2 separate regions of the Sus scrofa genome follow, and region 2 is linked to region 1. A link is a contact called in public HiChIP or PLAC-seq data. All regions are on one chromosome and are shown on one strand. Each heading gives the region's core, a stretch centred on a gene start, on an enhancer-like site or on the middle of the called end of the contact. The rest is flanking DNA. Distances are from core to core; before and after follow the strand shown.

Region 1 (2,756 bases), core at 92-2,591:
CCCAGACTAGGTGTGTAATTGGAGCTACAGCTACTGGCCTACACCACAGCCACAGCAACACCAGATCCGAGCCGGGTCTGCGACCTACACCTACACCACAGCTCATGGCAACACCCGATCCTCAACCCACTGAACGAAGCCGGGGATGGAACCCGAAACCTCATGGTTCCTAATCAGATTTGTTTCTGCTGCACCACGACGGGAACTCCTTCTGGTAGTTTTAGAAATAACACAAATTCTCATGCTCTGCTATAAGGTCAGAACTGGTAAAGAATGTTGTCTCCTAGTTAAATTTCAGTGAGAGATCCTCACAACCTTGAAAAGAATGTGTTGCCAAAAATTTATGTCTCTGTAACTTGGCTGTGGATGTCTAATGTACTCAGTACTTCCAGTACTTGGTTTAGGAGAAAGCTGTATGTTTTCATTGCTGTGCATAACTATTATCTCCTGGAGTTGGAGAGGTGATTGAGTTAGACTGCCTTTTTTCCCCAAAAGATACACTTGGAAATTGGAAATTTATAAGGAGTTGGACAGATTGTCATCTTGCTGTTGACTGACGTATTGTCCAAGTAACAGTTAGGTAAAGCCATCCCTTTATCAGATGGATAATAGACCAGTAAAAGTTGTTAAGGGGGAGGATGCTGATGGGATTACAGCTCCTGTAGAAAGGTTTTTGAAGCTTTGTACCTTATTTGCAATTGCCATTAAGATTTGGAAATTTTGAAGTAGATCATATTCATTGGCTTCAATATTATAATTAATATAATTAATATTTATATAATATATAATATTATATTAATATTATAATTAATATTTAATTTTCCTTGCTAAGTCACATGTTTCAATTTGAAAAAGTTTACTTTAGAAGCTTCTTGGAGTTCCTGCTGTGGCACATTGGGTTAAGGATCCAGTGTTGCCACAGGTGTGGCATGGGTTGCTACAGCTAGGATTCAGCCCCTGCGCTGGTAACTTTCATATGCTGTGGGTGCGGCCAAAGAAAAAAAAGAAAAAAAAAAAAAAAGAAGCTTCTTATCGTGTATGAACATTATGAATAAACTGAGTGGCTTAAACTTGTCTTCCAGTTTTCACTGTTCCTCTTTCTCCAGTTTTTTGTCTTCACTTTGGTATTCTTTTCTTTAATAAGCCCTGAATGTTTATGCATTAGAAAAATATTCATAAAGATGATATTGTTGAGTGCCTGCTGTTTCTGGTCCTTTGATAACATGCTTTTTGCTTTTACTCAGAAAATAACTGTGGTTAGATTGTCATATAGACAGTAAGGATATTGTGAAAGAAATCCTGGCTATCTGTGTAGCATGACCTTTCAAAACTGTTTTCTTTGCTGCAAGTGTCTCACTAAGCCTTTTGACTGCCACATGACAGAGGAAGTAGTATATAAAAGGCAGTGTAAATGGCTGCCTTGTTGATTTCAATACAGTTTTCCAATATAAGAGCTTCTAAACAGTTACATATGTTATTAAATATCATGTTTTGTTTATGTGGAGGATGAGCTGGTTTTATGGACTATACATAGTGCAGTTTAAGTGTAATTTTTAAAATAAAACGGTAAAAATTGAAATATAAAATCATTTATGTTACTTCAAAGAAGGATCTAAATTTTTTATTCAGAGTTTTAAGAATTATTAATGAATGGAGATTATCATATTCAGAGTTTTAAGAATTATTAATGAATGGAGATTATTATATACAGCTGATGACTACAGATCTACTGTTTTTGTGGGCAAAGGTTTTTTTTTTTTTTTTGGTCTTTTTGCTATTTCTTGGGCCGCTCCCGCGGCATATGGAGGTTCCCATGCTAGGGGTCGAATCGGAGCTGTAGCCTCTGGCCTACGCCAGAGCCACAGCAACACAGGATCCGAGCCGCATCTGCAACCTACACCACAGCTCACGGCAACACCGGATCGTTAACCCACTGAGCAAGGGCAGGGACTGAACCCGCAACCTCATGGTTCCTAGTTGGATTCATTAACCACTGCGCCACGACGGGAACTCCTGGGCAAAGGTTTTTTTTTTTTTTTTTTTTTTTTTGTCTTTTTGTCTTTTTGTCTTTTTTCTTTTGTTGTTGTTGTTGCTATTTCTTGGGCCGCTCCCGCGGCACATGGAGGTTCCCAGGCTAGGGGTCTAAGCGGAGCTGTAGGCACCAGCCTTCGCCAGAGCCACAGCAACGCGGGATCCGAGCCGTGTCTGCAACCTACACCACAGCTCACGGCAACGCCGGATCGTTAACCCACTGAGCAAGGGCAGGGACCAAACCCGAAACCTCATGGTTCCTAGTCGGATTCGCTAACCACTGCGCCACGACGGGAACTCCTGGGCAAAGGTTTTAAAGCAACTCTGGAATTGTCTTTCTGTTGTTCCTGAGCAGCCAAGAGATTGTCTTTAAAGCTATGAAGGATTGGGACTCAGCAGTTAACAAACTCGACTAGGATCCAGGAGGATACGGATTTGATCCCTGGCCTCAATCAGTGGGTTTAGGATCCAGGTGGCCATGAGCTATGTTGTAGGATGAAGACGTGGCTGGGATTCATGTTGCTGTGGCATAGGCCATAGCTGTAGCTCCAACTTGACCCCTAGCCTGGGAACCTCCATATGCCGCAGGTGTGGCCCTAAAAAGCAAAAAAAAAAAAAAAAAAAAGCAGCTCTGAAGGAGGTCTAGGGAACGTAAGGAAGCACCAGCCTGATTTTAAACTTTAATCTTATTTTCCACTAGTAGCTTAGCTTTGTAATGTAAGAGT
Region 2 (2,779 bases), core at 118-2,617, 100 kb before region 1:
CTCTGCAGATGGAATTTAAGGTGACTGATCATCTGACCTTAAGACAGGGAGGTCATTCTGGGTTATCCTGATAAGCCCAGTGAATTCACAGTGTCCTTCAAAGTGGATGAGGAATGCAGAAGAGAAATTCAGTCAGTCAGAGAAGGGGAATTGACCACAGAAACAAGGTCAGAGTGATGCTATATGAGAAAAGCTTGGAGTTCCCACGAGGCTCAGTGGTTAACGAACCCAACAACTACTATCAATGAAGACGAGGGTTCGATCCCTGGCCTTGCTCATTGGGTTAAGGATCTGGCATTGCCGTGAGCTGTGGTGTAGGTCACAGATGAGGCTCGGATCCTTCATTGCTGTGGCTATGGTGTAGGCTGGCAGCTGCAGCTCCAATTTGACCCCTAGCCTGGGAACTTCCATATGCCACTGGTGCAGCTCTAAAAAGACAAAAAAAAAAAAAAAAAAGGGAGAGAGAGAAGAGCTCAACCCACCATTGCTGGCTTTGAAGCTGGAAGGGGACCGTGAGCCAAGGAATGCAAGCAGCCACGAAAAGCTGGACAAGCCCGGAAACAGATTTTTCCCTAGAGCCTCTGGAAGGAAAATAGCCCTGTCCACACCTCTATTTCTATCCCCTGATACCCATTTCAAACTTCTGACCTGTTGAAATCTAAGATAATAAATACATGTTGTCTTAAGCCACTGAATTTTTGACATTTTGTTACAGTGACAATGGGAAACTAACATACCTCTCTATGCCTCCTTTTCCTCATTTATAAAATGGAGAAAATAAAATTATCTTATAAGGTTATTGTGATGATTAAAGAAAAAAAATACAGATAAAATCCTTAGAAGAGGGCCCGGTACATAGTAAGTTGCTCAATAAATGCCAGAAAAAATACTAAATATAAACTGTTGAGGGAAGAAACCACAATGGATGCTAAAAATATTGGGTGAAATGTTGATCAGAAACAGGATGTCAGAATGGTGACCAAGGGTTACCCCATAGTTTACATACTCATTGCAAAAGGGGGAAGTGTCTTTACAATGGGGAAATCTGCAACCCCCATCTGAACTCAGTCTTCAAACAGAAAAAACATCACCAAAGGAGGACAGCTGGGTGTTGATGGCCCTCCTGATAGGATGCAATATAAAGAACAACATCACCTTTGAAATGCTTCTTCCCAAAGAAAGGTTAACCTGAATTGAATCAAGCTACAGAATTGGCTTTCTGTTGCAGGAAATATAAGGAATAGAGGAGGAAGTTAAATAAACATGAAGAAACATTTAGACAAATCCTGAATGTGGGGACATCCTAGAACTGTTCTGTCTCTTCAGGAATTTTGTGTCATGAGGAGTTCCCTGGTGGCTTAGAGGTTAAGGATTCCAGATTGTCACTGCTGTGGCTTGTGTTCAATTCCTGGCCCAGGAAATTCCCCATGCTGTGGACATGGAAAAAAAAAAATCGTTGGGTCATGAAATAAAAAAGTTGTGAAAGAGTAGTTCTTTACACTGTCATGCAGGGACCCGGGTCTCTCCCATCTCTGGTACTGCCGTGGTTCGGGCTCTCCTAGAAGGAAAGGAAAGGGAGACTACGGGATCTTGTGGGAAGTCTTTTTTTTTTTTTTTTTTTCCACAGCATTCAGAAGTTCCCCAGGCCAGGGATCAAACCTGGGCCACAGCAGTGACAACACCAGATCCCTAACCTGCTGAGCCATGAGAGAATTACATGGGATGGCTTACAATACCATACCTGAAACTGGCCCACTTCAGCTGCCACTTACATTTCTTTGGCCGTAATGTCACTGGGCCCTGACCTAACTGCAAGAGAGCTGGGAGATGGGAGTTCTCTTGTGGTGCAACATGTTAAGGATCCAGCATTGTCACTGAGGTGGCTCTGGTCACTGCTGTGGTTGGGGTTTGATCCTTAGCCTGGGAACTTCCACATGCCATCGGTGCAGCCAAAAAAAGAGAGAGATGGGATATGTGCCTGGAAGCTTGGGAAGGAGAGGAGAGAAGAGTGGTGAGCATCCAATCTAACTCTCCATCCACGTAACACCACCTACCCCTCCCCCCGAGCAGTGCCGGGCACAGCATGGCCTTGGCAGGCACTTCCGAGCCATGCATATCCCCAGGCCCATGTTAGTCCTTGCTCTGAGATGGACCAGCAACCCAGTATCCTCTCTTCTCCCCTCATGCTCCACAACCAGACAATCAACAAACAGCAGTGTCTCCAACTTTCCACATCCCTAAACAGCTTTCACCTCTCCAATTGCAACTGCTAGAGCTTAGTACAACAGCCCAGCTGGCCTCCCTTCATGCAAGTCTCCTGATCTTGGAGGACTATGTTCTTCAAATAGGCTGCAAGTGAGCAAATAAATAAATCAACAAGATAACTTAATGTGCTATGAAGTAACCAGAAACTGAAACAGTAAAGAATGGCTTTGGGGTGAGAAGGAGGAGCTAATTTGTATAAGGGCTGTCAGGGAAGGCTGCTCAGAGGAGGTAGCTATGGCAAACAGACTTATCTAGAATCATCCAGAAAAGCAGTATTTCTATTTCTGTGTGTTGTTGCAAAACCCTGCCACTCCTCCTTCCAGTGGTGGAGTCCATATTTCCTCCACTTGAACTTGGACAGTGGTTTCAACTTGCAAAATTAATAAAGTACAACAGAAGTGATGCTATGTGACTTCTTCTTAGACTGGGTCATAAAAGACAATACACAATACCATATACGCGGAATCTAAAATATGACACAAATGGATTTCCACTGTGGTGTAACAGGTTAAAG

Evidence for each region. HiChIP or PLAC-seq counts read pairs in DNA pulled down with a chosen protein or histone mark.
Region 2: an H3K27ac HiChIP or PLAC-seq map of alveolar macrophages shows a contact between it and region 1. The contact joins two enhancer-like sites. A contact is called at or near these places in 2 of 47 Hi-C or Micro-C datasets (embryonic fibroblasts and liver) and 1 of 2 datasets of contacts at active chromatin or transcription factors (alveolar macrophages).

The regions. Positions count from the first base shown.
Region 1 is chr13:79,558,191-79,560,946 of Sscrofa11.1, reverse strand. All of the region lies in intron 3 of PIK3CB (phosphatidylinositol 4,5-bisphosphate 3-kinase catalytic subunit beta isoform), which reads left to right. Among named protein-coding and RNA genes, the nearest start is that of PIK3CB, 51 kb to the left of the region's middle. Within about 2 kb of position 1,341, at least 2 of the 83 cell types and tissues checked have an H3K27ac peak or open chromatin away from gene starts, as enhancers often do. A contact at or near this core is called in alveolar macrophages, where this site is marked.
Region 2 is chr13:79,658,864-79,661,642 of Sscrofa11.1, reverse strand. No RefSeq gene overlaps it. Among named protein-coding and RNA genes, the nearest start is that of PIK3CB, 49 kb to the right of the region's middle. Within about 2 kb of position 1,367, at least 5 of the 83 cell types and tissues checked have an H3K27ac peak or open chromatin away from gene starts, as enhancers often do. A contact at or near this core is called in alveolar macrophages, where this site is marked.